Regions from separate parts of the Sus scrofa genome. Here region 2 is linked to region 1. A link is a contact called in public HiChIP or PLAC-seq data. All regions are on one chromosome and are shown on one strand. The core of a region is the stretch at or near the end of the contact, and the rest is flanking DNA. Distances in the headings are between cores, read along the strand shown.

Region 1 (6,991 bases), core at 1,927-4,426:
AGTAACTGGAAGAGTGATGATGAGGAGGGGATCTGGATGCTTTGCCTGTCTGGGAAATGAAGGCCAGACAGTGGCCTGGGAGGGTTAGCCAAATCTTGGGGAAGCCTAGCAGCTGGGAGATGGCCATGCCCACTGGGGGTCAGGAGCTGAGGCTGGGCTGTGGAATGTCTCAGATTCCTAGACTCTCAGAGCTGGAACTGCTTTTTGCTCCTCTGGGCTAGGGTGAGGCAGAAGCCTGGAATGACCTTGGCATCTGTGTGGACCCCTCAAGTCCTCACACCCTGTATTTGCTCTATGAGTTAATCCTGTCAGCGATACTTGAAAAACCCACTGAGACTGAGACCACACTTCTCCCCATGCCCACTGCCCTTACCCAGATTTCGGCCACCACCATCACTTGCTTGGACTGGTGTAGTAGCCTCCTCACAGGCCTGCCAGCTTCTGTCCTGGTCCCTATAGCAGTCAGAGATCTCCTACTAAGGAACCTTTACTTCATCCTCCAAGGCTCTACACAATCTGCCCTCATGTCCTTCATTATGTCTCTGATGAACTAACCTCCTCCTATTCTCCCCCTCCTTCATCCTCTCTGGTCTCCCTGGCTGCCTGGTTGTATTCTGAATACACTAAACATATGCCTGCCCGAGGGCCTTTGCACCGACGATTCTTCTTTCCTGGAGTACCTTTCCCCCATATTCTTCCCACTCGGTCACTGGCCATGTCAATGCTTTACTTCCTTACCTACTTTTCACTCCAATGGCACCTTTTCTTGGACATCTTTTGTTTTTATTTAAAATTATACCCAACCATGGAGTTTCCTTTGTGGCTCAGTGGTTTACAAGCCCGACTAAGATCCATGAGGATGCAGGTTTGATCCCTGGCCTTGCTCAGTGGGCTGAGGATCCGGCATTGCCGTGAGCTGTGGTGTAGGTGGCACACGTGGCTCGGATCCTGTATTGCTGTGGCTCTGGCATAGGCTGGCGGCTGCAGCTCTGATTCAACCCCTAGCCTGGGAATCTCCATATGCCGCGGGAGCAGCCCAAGAAATAGCAAAAAGACAAAAATAAATAAATAAATAAATAATAAAAATAAAAATAAAATTATACCCAACCCTCATGCTCCCTCACATCTTCCCTGCTTCATTATTTTCTTTCATAGCATTTATCATGCACATGCCTTACATTTCCCTTATTTATTTTATTTATTGTCTACTATGGAGAGTGGAAGTGCCCTGAAGGCAAGGATTTTTTTTTCCTTTTTCAGACTGCACCTGCTGCATATGTAAGTTCCCAGGCCAGGGGTTGAATCAGAGCTGTATCAGCTGGCCTATGCCATAGCCACAGCAACGAGCCGTATCTGTGAACTATGCCACAGCTTCCAGCAACACCGGATCCTTAACCCCCTGACTGAGGCCAGGGATTGAACTCCAAGGAAAGGATTTTTTGTTTGTTTGTTTCATTTGTGGTTATATATCCAGGGCTGAGTTCAGTGCCTGGCACCAAATAGATGGGGAGTGAATATTTACTGAATGAATAAAGAGAGGAGGTCCCACTGCAAGGCCGGATGACAAAGGCAGCCACAACCTGTGAATGCTTCTACAGCCCATGCCCTGCCTCTATAGCTCACCTTCTGGGGGGAGGGGCCACTACACAGCAGGGGCTTGCATAGGCTCTGCTAGGTGCCATTGTCTATGTGCCTTGCAGAGTCTCTTGGCATTGACATGGCCAGTGACTGAGTGGGAGGCACTCAGATGACGTCCCCCTCCAACTCTGCAGTGGGCATGCTTGCTTTGGCTTCCCCAGCATCCTTTCCTCCTCATTCTGGCTTTTGCATCTCCGTTTTCCTTTGGGGACCATCTCTCTCCCAATTTCAGCCCATGAGAAGAAGAAGTTCCACACCGCAGGCCCTAAGGCTGGCCAGTCTCTAGAGGGCATTCCCTTGACCACAGTGATTGGCTCAGGGATGGCCATCTGACCTGAAATGGCCCAATGAGAGTCAGCTCTTGAAATTGCTGGAGCAGGGAACGTTTTGTCTATGTGGAATATGCTGAGCTGCTGAGCACCTGTGTGTAGGCTTGTCCAGGTCCTACATCATCCTGAAGTTTCAGTTCTAAGTTGCTTCATCCAAGAAGCCCTCCCTGGCCTAAAGTCCCTGACTTTTCCTGTCTCCCTATTTTATCTCTTTCTAGTCCTTATCATTTTTGAGCTTACTCCTTTGGGAATTAATGTCTGCCTGCTTTCACAAGCCTAGATACTGTGAACACAGGGAGTTTGTTGGTCTTGCCCTCTGCTGTGCGTTGTGTCCCCAGCAAGTGCACAGAGGGTGCTTGGTAAATTTTTAGGGACTGACTGTGAGGCCTCAGGCTAGTCACTTACTTTCTCAGGGGCCGTCTTCTTTTTCTTACTTGTAATTTGGCATCTTCATTCACGCCTGGCATCATGGAATCCAGTAAAATGAAGAGGACTCTGGGAGTTCCCCCTATGGTGCAGTGGGTTAAGGCTCTGGCATTGCCACAGATGAGGTGTAGGTCACAGTTGTGACTTCGAGTCAGTCCTTGGCCTGGGAACGTCCATAAGCCATGGGTGCAGCCAAAAGAGGGGGAAAAAAAAAAAGAGATGAATCTATAAGCCCTGGAATTACATTGCAATCATATTAAAATATAAGAGCTGCTCATTGGGTGGTGGGCTGGTCTTCCACCCTCCCAACAAATCCCCTACTTCCTTCCATCCCTAAATCCAACTCCAAAAAAGGAATTCTGCCTGCCACCCAGACTTCAATCCAGGAGGACTTCCTGGAGAAGGGCCATTCTCTTCCCAGCTTTATCAGCCTTTTGAACTCCAGCGCCAACTCCATCCTTTCAAAGTCTCCCGCTCCCCTGTTCCCTTCCCAAAGCCCTGCCGCTTCCCTTCTGTAAGCCCTCACCGTTGTCACTGCCCATCGCCCCACCCCCACCTCTCCAACCCAGAACATTTTCTTCAAGAATGTAAGCGGTCAAGGGCATGGCCTCCTCCCCCAGCATCCCCGCCCCTAGCCCGGGGAATTAGACTCTGGGCCATGCCATCTGTCTGAAAACAATTAGCAATAAACGCCAGCACACTGGGGCTCCGGGTCACCAGGGGATGAAGTGGTGGGGGTTATAAATCCAGAAGGTTCCCAGCTGAATCAGCCTTCCTGTCTGCAGGCCAAGAAAAATCCTCCCAGGCGCCCGGGGGAGAGAGAGGTTCCCAGGCGCCTCTTGCGGGATGGAGAAGAGGATCTACTGGAGCCTCACAAAGCCCGGGCCTCAGCTGGGGAGGCGGATGGGGGACCATCTGGCGGAGTGCGGGCCGTGTCCGGGCCAGACGGAGAAGCAGCCTTATTTGCTGTGTATTGTGTGTTCCTTTCTCAAAACACTCCACGCATATGCTTCAAGCGCATGGATCACAGCCAGCTGGGACCAGGGGTGGGTAGGTGGGGGTACTTCCAAAGAGAGGGGTGAGGGGTGTGGGCCCGTCCACAGGATGGGGACAGCTCCTAGCCCCCTCACCCAGGTTCCTATTCCCCACCCTCACCCCCCCACTTGGCCTAAGTTTCGCCTATCAAGCTCTCCAGCCTTGCTCAAATGTCACTTCCCCTTACAGAGGGAGGGGAGCCCTCTTTGCCAAACTTGACTGCGTTTATCTACATAAGGTCTAGCTCACCAAGCTGTTTTTTAATTTTGGTAATTTGAATAAGTCGCTAGCATATTAAAAAAAAAGAAAAAAAAAAAAAAAAAAAAAAAAAAACCAGGAGGGTCTCCATCAAAATCTGGATGTGCAGCTTTTTTTGAAAAATCGAAAAATCTGGCGAGCCTTTGCCATCAAGCATAGCCACGATCAGCCCAGGCTGGGGCAGGAAAGGAGTGGCCGCCCCTTAAGCCTGGCATGACTTTTCTGTTCCAATCCTTTGCTCATTCAATAGCATCGGAACCTGTCATTGTGCTTGCTTCTTCATATGGCCCAGACGTTAAAACCTAAAGCAGTGCATAGGTAATATAAGTCATGTGGTAATAGGTAATAAAAAATGGGAAAGGGGGTGGAGAGGGATAGGGGTGGGATGAGTGCTGCTACTCTTTCACACCAGGGAAGGCAGACGCATTAGGCGTGAATGAGATGAAGTTCCCCTACTGTGGAGGAAAGGCATGCCTGCTAGAAGGAACAGCAAGTGCAAAGGCCCTGAGGCGGAAGCTCTTCAGTGTACACAAGGAACTTCGAAAAGGCCACTGTGGCTAGAGGGGAGTGTGGAGGGGGGTGGCCATGCCTCCTTTGGAGCAGGTAATCTCAGTAGGCCTGGGTTTGGGGTACCCCATGTAGGGCTCTATTCTGCTTTAGATGGTGGGAAATCCAGCCAGTGAGCCCTGGGGTTTTGACTCTGAATCTCAGCCTCTTCTGGACCAGCTTGGGTGGTCCTGGTGGCAGGGGTGGGGGTATGTGGCTTCCCCAGGGGCAGCACGCACCAGTGGTTAAGTCTCCAGCCTCCCAGGTTCAAGTCTCCTCCATCCCCGCCCCCACCCCCTCAACCTCAGGCAGGGGACTTCCTCTCTCAGAGCACCTCCCTCCTCCTGCCCCGTTTCCCCATCTGTGAAATAGAGCAACTAGAACCCACCTCAGGGGATTGCTGTGCTAGTCAATGAATATCTGTGTATGTGTCTATGTAAAAATATCTATGCAAAATGTCTAGACAGATGCTTGGCACATAAAAAGTGCTATGTAACCGTTAGCCATTTTAATTTAAGGAGCAAAGTTAGACCATAGTTTAGGGAGCAGTTCTCAAGCTTTTTGGCCTCCAGACCCTGTGATACTTAAAAATTATCAAGGACCCCAGCTAAAGAGCTTTTGTTTATAAGAGTTCTATTGCTCAGTATTTATGATATTAGAGATTGAAACTGATAAAAAATTTTAAATGTGCATTTCTTAATTCCTTTAAAAAGAAAGATAACACACACACACATGTTAATGTCAATGACATGTTTTTATGACAAATTATGATTTTGTCCCAAACCAAAAAAAAAAAAAAACAATGACAAGAATGGCCTTGTTGGAGTTCTCTTGTGGCGCAGCGGGTTAAAGTTCTGGAATTGTCACTGCAGTGGCTGGAGTTGCTATTGTGGCAAGTGTTCATCCCTGGTCAGGGAACTTCCACCTGCTGCAAACGTAGCTTTTAAAAAAAGAGAGTGGCCTTATTTTACATTTGTGTGCATATCTCCTTCGTGTCCGGGGCTTTAGAAGGGAGTGCCACCACCAGCCTGCAGAGGTTTGTCTTCTTGGTGGAAGGCAGTGAGGGAAAGCCAGCCCACTGACAAGGGGCTGGAGATGGAGGACCTGTGGATCACCCCAAAGTGTCTCAGAGCCCCAGGGGTCCTTAAGCCATACTTCAAGAATGGCTGGTCTTGGGGGGCTGGTGGTCAGGGTGACAGCTGGGCTTGTGGCTTTGTCCCTTCCATGTGTGGGGGTGGGGACAGGGCTCCAGGAGAGAAGTGTCTGGATTCAGCTTGCTCAGAAGTGCGGGCAAGAGGCAAGGCAGGGCTCTGCCCTGATGTCACAGACGTGTGGTCAAGGCAGGCAGGTAAGCAGGGAGTTTAACCAAGAATGTTGGGGGGTTGTGCAGGCCATTGGGGAGCATGACAGGGATACCCTGCCCCACTGGGGGGAGGATATGGGGGTCCCTGATGATTGGAACTCTCATACTGGTACCTCATATGGCACCCAAGGCCCCTGGGCCTGGCTCGTACAACACTGGCTACCAGCAAGTCATCGAAATTCCTTTCAACAGCCTTCAGTGCTCCCTTATCCCCATTTTACAGAGGCAGAAATGGAGACTCCTGCCCCACAAAGTTGAGTCATAGGTGTGGGTGGCAGAGTCTGGGAGGGCATCCCAGAGCCTGGAAGGAGCTGGGGGCCAGAATCAAGATGGTCTTGCCCCACCCCCTCCCCCACACGGAGGCCTCTGGGCACTGGACTGGCAGATGCAAGATCTAATCTCTTTCCTTCCCAGGGCCTCAGGGAAGGAGAGCTGTCATGAAGAGGGGGAGAGAGAGTTACCTTTGCCAACTGCTGTCAGAACCTCAGTTTCCTCATCTGTAAAATGGGGCAATAATACTCCCTACTGTATAGTTCTCAGGATGAATCAAGAGCATGTCCCCTGGGGAGTAGGGGGAGGGAGGGGGATGGAGTAGGGGTTTGGGGTTAGGAGATGCGAACTATTGCATTTAGAATGGATAAGCCATGAGGTCCTGCAGTACAGAACAGGGAACTACATCCAGCCTCTTGGGATGGAACATGATGGAAGATGACATGAGAAAAAGAATGTATATATATGTATGACTGGGTCACTGCTGTACAGCAGAAGTTGGCACAACACTGTAAGTCAGTGATAGTTTAACTTTTTTTAAAAAAAGGGAAAAATGTATATCACCCTAAAAAAAAGAGCATGTGCCCCAGCCTGATGCACAGATATATATATATGTGACTCATATCATCCCCCATCATGGTCTATCCCAAGACACTGCACAGTTCCCTGTGCTGTACAGCAGGACCTCACTGCTTATCCATTCTAAATGTAATGATTTGCATCTACTAACCCCCCTCCCCCTTGGCAACCACAAGTCTGTTCTCCATGTCTGTGAGTCTGTGTCTGTTCTGTAGATAGGTTCATCTGTGCCATATTTTAGATTCCACATATAAGTGATATCATATGGTGTTTGTCTTTCTCTTTCTGACTTACTTATCTTAGTATGAGAATCTCTAGTTGCATCCATGTTGCTGCACATGGCATTATTTCGTTCTGAAAAGGAGGATTTGAACAAAACCCCAAAGTGTCCCCCTCCGTGGAGGACAACTCGGGTGGCTGTCAGAATGGATCTAAGGTCTTGAGTCAGTGCTACAGGGTGGAACAGGCTTGGGAGCACATGGGAGCAGGCCCAGCCGGCGCGGGCCTGCCACCATGACCTCATTTGCTCATCCCAGGATGCTAATAC
Region 2 (6,991 bases), core at 3,033-5,532, 250 kb after region 1:
AGGCCAGCTCTGCCTGCACGACCTGCCTCCTTTCATGGGGAGTAAGGGAGAAACCATTGATTGCTTTGCACCTCCGAAGACCTTGTTTTCACACTGGCTGGTTTAATTAGTTTTTACGGATGAAGAGCCTAAGGCTCGGGGAGGGGAGATGTGAGTCCCCAGCCACGGAGTTTGGAAACGAGGGCCTCCCCATCCACATGTCCATCACCCAAGCCTCCTGCCGCCCTCACTGCAGGGACCACAGAAGAGCAACTGGACACACACTGGAGCTCATAACGAGCAGTGTGGTGCCATGGTTGGTGCACAGGGTTGGCAGCTAACGCATCTGGGTTTGGGCTGCTGGGCTACTTCTGGGCATGGGTGTCAGTGAGGGTCAGCAGGAGACGAGGCCAGCTCTTGGTGTGGGGAACTGAGGACAGTTGATGTACAGGGGCAAGGTGGCACTAACGGTTGTTAGAAGGGACCCTGCTGCATCCCAGGGCTGGCAGCAGTGGGGAGCTGTCGCCGCCTCGGGCTGCAGAGACCGCTTGGGTGCGCAGCCCTCTGACCTGGATGCTCTGGCATGTGAGAAACAGGCAGCTGTGATGGTTTAGAAGGAAGAGAGGGTTTTTGCATGAACTCGAGGGACAGCCAGCACCAGAGCCCTCTGTTCTTTGTCAGCACCCTTGAAGATAAAGTCAGGCATCTCCCGACCATTTGCACTCCCAGGAGCAAAATGCTTACCAGGAGTGCCCTGGTGGTGCAGAGGGTTAAGGACCCAGCATGGTCACTGCCGTGGCTTGGGCTGCCGCTGTGGCTCGTGTTCGATTCTTGGCCTGGGAACTTCCACATGCCTTGAGTGCAGCCAAAAAAAAAAAAAAAAAAAAAAAATGCACACATGGGCGTTCACATTGGTGCTTCCTTAGGGAAAGAGACACATGGCAGGTTACACAGTCCTGATGATGCCTTGTTGTTACGTGGCGAGTGCTTGCTGGTTCCAGCATTTTGCATGAATGATCTTACCTAATCCTCCCAAGGGACCCTTGAGGCGAGTCCTCCGAATTTGCAAACACACACACACCTTCTGCTTTGCAGATGAGAAAACAGAGACCCAGGGGGCTGAGTGGAGAGCTGGGGCTTGCACAGCAAATAATGCAGAGCCAATTGGCCCAAGGAACAAACCAGTTGGCTATGCTCTCTGGGAAAACTTGCATGGAACGCATAACGCTATATTTTCCCAAAGTGGTAGGGTGTCAGGTCACACACAGGTGATTTTTTTCCCATCTTAATGGGTGTGTATTTGATCGTGTACTGGGAGATCTCATTGTTCCTACAATTTGCAGATAGAAAAGCTGAAGCTGAGGCTAGTCTAGGCACTGAGGCTTCTTTTGCAAAGAGTAGACGGAAAGCAAAGGCAGGTAAGTCCAAGTTCAGCTGTGAATTTGTCTAGCCGCATCCCCTCGGGAACTGGCAGGACCTTGGGAAGCTCAGGTACACAGTGGATCCTGGCAGGGTTGCCAGCCAGGGGCTGAGTTCATGTCAGACCAGCCCAGGGCTTGGAGTTTCCAAAATAAGGAAGTGGTATGACTCAGGATTGAGTCTGCTGGATTTTTCTCCCTTCTCCTTTGATAGTGTTTTAGGCAGAAAATCTTGTTTTGCAAACTGGAGTTTCTCTTGGAAAATGGCAGTTGATGGGAGGGGCATGAAAATGCCCCTCCTGCTGGCAGCCTGTGCTTATTCATGGAGGGAACAGAAAACTTCAGGGTTGGACGGGGCTGGCTGGGGTGGTGGGGAGCCAGTGTTTCTTGGAGGGGGGCGCAGATGCTGGTTTCTAGAGGGAGCAGCTGGTTTCCAGAGGATGCAGATAGATGGCTCTGTGGTGCCCGCAGGTGCTGAAAAGACTTCTCCTCCCTCCAGGTTATCAGCACTCGACCATGGTGGGGTGCATGTGGGCAGGTTTTCAGACCCCAGTGCGAGAGCTGCCTGCATGAGGGACCCTGAGAGGGTGGTAGCAGCTTACGGAGGGATGTGACAAGGATGAGGCCTTTCTGGGGGCCAGTGTATTAGAGCTGAGAGGGGCTGAGTCATCCGAGAGAACGGTCTGTCCCAGACCTCCAGACAGTGCACAGGAAGCTCCCTGCCGAGGTGACCAGAGCAGTCAGCGTGGCCAGGCTGAGCCCCCAAAACCACCACCCAGAGAAGCCCTCTCACCGCTACCTCTGTGGCCACCCACCTCCCCCAACACACACACACTCTTTCGCCTCATTCCACACTCCAAGTCCATGACTCACACCTCCTGGCTTGACTTCCTGTCTTGGTCAATTTCACTTCCTAGTTCCTGCCTCCTGACACTTCAGAACGAAACTCCTTCCTTAGAAATTAGAAGTGGGGTCAGGGAATCCGGACCACAGGGAGTATAAGCAGAATGTGCTGTCTGGGGCGCCAGCATAGCATGTGCATGGGCGTGCCCCTGGTGTGCCAGGGGGCACGCCCTCCTCCTGTCTCTTCTTTCGGGGGGCGGGGGTGTCCCAGGACCCCCTGCAGGCATAAACGCTCACCCTCCTCCTCTCTTTGGGAGCTGCAGAGGGGCAGCAGAGATGCCTGGGGGACATGCCCAGTGGACCCCCAGGCCTGGATGCCCAGGGTGTCTGGAGCTCTGTTCATTTGCCAAGTGCCTCCTGCACACCTAGCAGTTTTGGGTGCAGAGACACAGCTGTCAATGAGCAGTGGAGACAAGAAGCTGATTTCAGCTGCCAGTAAGACCCCCTGACGGCAGGGTGTCTTGGGAGGATGGCTTTGGAGAGAATGGTTGGTCAAGGAAGGCTGCTGTGGGGAGTCACTTGAAGCTGAGAACTAAAGACCTGTGAAAAAGCGGCCAGGCAGGCCAAGTGTCGATGGCTGGGCAGAAGAGGTTCTGGTGGCTGGAGTGAGTGAGCAAGAGGAGAAGGAGGGAGCAGGCTCGAAGCGGGCAGGACTGGCCCTCATGCACCGTGAGGAGGTCTTTGGATGTTATTTGCAGAGCTTTGGGTCATCATTGTAAGATCTGAGCAGAGGAGTGACATGATGGGATGGGTATCCTTAAAAGCTCACCTGGCCTCCCTTGAGGAGAACGGATCGTGGGCAGCACGTCCCAGGTCCCCCACACGGTTGGAATGTGTGGCCCTCCCCTGGTGGTATGCCCGGAACCCAGGATGAGGGCTGGGGGTAGGATGTGCGACGGGGAGGGGGCGAGCGGGAACAGGAGTGCTTCAGAGACCTGTGGCCTATTGTTCCTTGGGTTTTGTGAGCAGGATGGAAAGGCTGAGGGCCAAAGGGACAAGCAGGTCAATGACCCCAGAGTTGGAGAAATCGGTCGTGACCTGGATCTCGATCCAAAGTTCAACCCAGTTAACTTTCAACCTCCTGGGAGCTGCCTGGGGCGTCCATAGCAGGTGTTTGTATGGGACGCAGGCTGACCTGGCTGTCACGGGTGTCTCAGTGAGGAAGGAAAGAGGACGCCCTAGAGAGCCAGCCCTCTAGCAACTCCAAACCCTCCTCCCACCCTCAGTGATTGGAGGTCTCATTTGCACTTAGAAGAGGCTCCTCAAATAGAGTCCCCCATCTCGAGGGCCTGGTCACCTTGGCAGCATCAGGCCGGGTTGGGGGCAGACCACAGGTGGAACCAGCACTGGGGAATGACAGCGGAAGAAGCTGTTTGCTCCTGTCTGCTGGGGTGGAGAAGCTCTGTTTTTCTGAACCCTCATCTGTTCTTACCGCTGCTGACGCCGCCACCGCCACGGATGGGGAGAGAGGGAGGGGGGGAGAGCCTGTGCCAATTTGGCCCGCCCCTTCTGAACCTGGGCTTCTGCCACACTCCCCCGCCCCGCCTGCTCCTGCGAGCCTCCGTCTGGAGGTCACATTCAGCCCTGACGCGCCTCGCTGGGTCAGGCAGCAGGAAGATCAGCCGATCCCAGGCTCTCTGTGAGGCTGCCCAGGCACTGCTACCTGACAGGCTGGGGTCTTTGGACTCTGTCCTCAGAGTAGGGAGGTGTCAGGGGTCTGGGGACTGAGCACCGGTATTGGGCACATTGGTGCCCTAAGGAGGCGAGGACGCTGTGCTTCCTGGTGACGCCTGGCACAGGGCACCGAGCACACAGCCGACAGCTTCTCGCCACCCGCCCCCATCGGCGAAGGGCACCTCGCACGCCTGCAGCTGCGGGGGGCACGGCTCAGGGGTGGCAGCGCCGGAGGAGCCCTGGGCCACCACGGCGCGCAGCACGGAGCTGCTTCCCCGCCCTTCCCGGAGCCAGCCTCCGCCTGCCGCCCTCCCACCGCCCGGCCCCTCCCTCTTCCCCCCTCCCTCGCGCGTTGGACGAGAAGGATGTGAGGCAGAGCTGAGCCGCCAGCAGACGCCAGCCAGAAGCCTTGCGGAGCCGGCACCACGGCCGCCCAGCCTCCCGCCTCCCAGCCCGCTGCTCCCAGCTCCGATCCCTGGAGCATCCTCCAAGCCGTATGTTTCCGGAAAACTTGGCCGAGGGGGAGACGCAGATGAGAGGATGTGAGTGAGTGGCTCCGGGGAGGGGATGAGGGGGGTGCTTTGTGCCACGGTGACAGGGACCCCCCCCAGGGCCGGCGACTTGGGAGTTCTAACCCGTGAGATCTCACCGTCTTTCTCTTGGCGCCCCTTCCCCTGCCTCTGGCTGTGGGGCTGGGTCTTTTCAGGAAGGAGGGAAGTGCTTGGGTCTGTGTTTGGGGCAGGCAGGTCTTGGGGGTCTTGGCTGGCACATGCTTAGAGGTGCTCTCTCCAGGTAGACAGGGTGGGGGGGGCTTTCAGCTGCGTCTAGTCCCGGTGGTCTCCAAGGCTTGGTGGGACCTATAGAGCACCACCCTGAGCCCGGCATCCTCAGTCTGGGGTTCCCAGAACCAGAACCAGAAGGAAAACTCTCCACCCCCATCGCAGGGACCCTGGCCAGTAATATTAGGACACTCACCCTAGTCCTTCACACAGCAGTTAAAGAAACTGAGGCCCCAGAGCAGAGGGGGTGGTGGAGACCCCACAGCAGTTCTGGCCAAGGCTTCTGGACCACTCAGTCCAGTGTTCCTTCACCAGTAGTTTCGGGGGAGAGCTGGGTGACCCCCCCTGCCAAGCTCCTGCTCCAGGAGTGAGGTTAATTAGGACCCTAAACCCCCCCCCCCCGCCCGAAGCCAACTCTAAGCCGCTTCTTTATTTATGTGTTGAGTTGTAAATGTCAACCTGTGGGGGGGGTCCTGCCACCCCCTGGGCCCTCGTTCCCCTCACCCCACACCCCCCAGCAGGCCCAGATGGGAGACCCGCCCTCTCCCTACCGGGGTTCCGGCCGACGTGTTTGCCTGGGTTCTCTTGGCCCCGGCTGGGGAAATATAAATAAACGCGTCCCCGTCGTCCTCCGCCAGGTTCTGTGGAAGTGGCAGCTGCTGCTGGCGCGGGCAGAAGGAAAGGTCAGGGGGCTGGGTTACACTTGATCCCACGCCCCGGCCCTCCCCTCTGTGCCTGTCCTTGAGGAACCCTGAGGAGCTGCCGAGGAGCCACGTGGCCCCATGGCCTTCACGGGGGAGCAGGTGGCCTGTCAGTCCAGCACCACCCCCACCCCGCTGGGTCCAGAGGCGGGAGAGCAGAAAACTTGGGTTCTGATGTCCACTTGGGCCCCTGGCCCATCCTACAAGCTTGAGAGTTGCTGTGATCCCTTGAGCCTTGGTTTCCCCCGTCCTAGGGATGGGAAAACAGCCATGGCCTGGACAGCAAGGATGAGAGGGAACCTGATCTTTAAAAGGCTTTGCAAACTCCAGGTTGCTTAGCCATGTGACGTGGTGGTTTGTTGATGTTGTTTTTGCTGCTGTTTTATGACTATTAGAGCCTTGTACATAGCAAGCCGTCGGCACGTTTGAATGGACGGATGGGTGGGTGGATAGGTGGGTGGATGGATAGGTGGGTGGATGGATGAATGAATGGAAACCAGAAAATACCAACACACAGACTGTCAGCCCCTCAGGCTCCCGCACCCCTGCAAAACATCAGTCGTAACCCTCCCTGCTTGCAGCTTGATTTGATTCAAGGCAAACAGCTTCAAACTTCGTTATGGGAAATCTTTCTGTCGTCCTTACAAGTCTAGCTCTGGGGCTCAGAGGCCGCTGTGTTCCCAGCAATGTGACTCAGGCTTCGTGCCTGCTGCCCTCTGGGGGCCCAGGCCTGCCCCACAGCCCCTGGGAGGCGTGAGCCTCCTGTCCGTCCCTCCAGCGGCCGTCAGGAAGGGGCAGGCCCTACCTGCTCAGGCTGACCTGGCTGCACAAAGGCACGCAGCGGGAGATGCAAGGTGTAAATATGTAGAGGCGCCAGCCTGTGCAAGGCGTGTCTGCGTATAAGCTTTGTGGGCAGAGGGGCTGACTCTGGGCTGCTTCCGGTGCATGTGGGGGGTGCCTTTGTGCTGAGCCTGGGATTTATGGCATTGAAAATGGGAGAGAGGTTGGAGGTGCAGCTCTGACTTGAGTTTGTGGGAATGGAGGGAACTTTCTCTGACTTAGGAGGGTTTGGGATGGGGTCTGCCAATTTCTGGGTGTGTGGGGGGGGTCTTTCCACATAAGGATTCTTCGAGGCTGTGAAAGAAGCTTGTGGAGATGGGGGGGCAGGGGCTGTGGTTTGGTGGAGGGGGCAAGTCCATTCCCAGCCCCTGAATCTGCCTGGAGGCCAGGGTGGGCCTTTAGGTTTTGGCAGGGAACTTTGGGCCCTGAGGGTGCCCCGTTAACCTGGGGGCAGCATCTCCTGGCCCAGCTCACCCGCTCCTGGCCTGGACTCCACCCTCCCACCCCTGCTCACACGTTCCTTCCTTTCCCTGGCCCGGTGCGGCCGGAAAACAGTTCCGTCTCCCGAGGCCTCGTCTGCAGCTGTGAGTGAGTGTCAGTGCTGGGTCACGACAGCCAGGGGAGGAGGAGAAGTGGGGCCCCGGGCGGGGTCTGTGCCCCAGACCTCAGGCCTCAGTCCCCGGGACCCTTGACAGTG

What was found. HiChIP or PLAC-seq counts read pairs in DNA pulled down with a chosen protein or histone mark.
Region 2: an H3K27ac HiChIP or PLAC-seq map of skeletal muscle shows a contact between it and region 1. The contact joins two enhancer-like sites. A contact is called at or near these places in 2 of 2 datasets of contacts at active chromatin or transcription factors (alveolar macrophages and skeletal muscle).

The regions. Positions count from the first base shown.
Region 1 is chr14:28,506,060-28,513,050 of Sscrofa11.1, forward strand. No RefSeq gene overlaps it. Among named protein-coding and RNA genes, the nearest start is that of NCOR2, 130 kb to the right of the region's middle. Within about 2 kb of position 3,177, at least 32 of the 83 cell types and tissues checked have an H3K27ac peak or open chromatin away from gene starts, as enhancers often do. A contact at or near this core is called in alveolar macrophages and skeletal muscle, where this site is marked.
Region 2 is chr14:28,755,574-28,762,564 of Sscrofa11.1, forward strand. The region is part of intron 18 of NCOR2 (nuclear receptor corepressor 2); the gene reads left to right. Among named protein-coding and RNA genes, the nearest start is that of RFLNA, 82 kb to the right of the region's middle. Within about 2 kb of position 4,283, at least 63 of the 83 cell types and tissues checked have an H3K27ac peak or open chromatin away from gene starts, as enhancers often do. A contact at or near this core is called in alveolar macrophages and skeletal muscle, where this site is marked.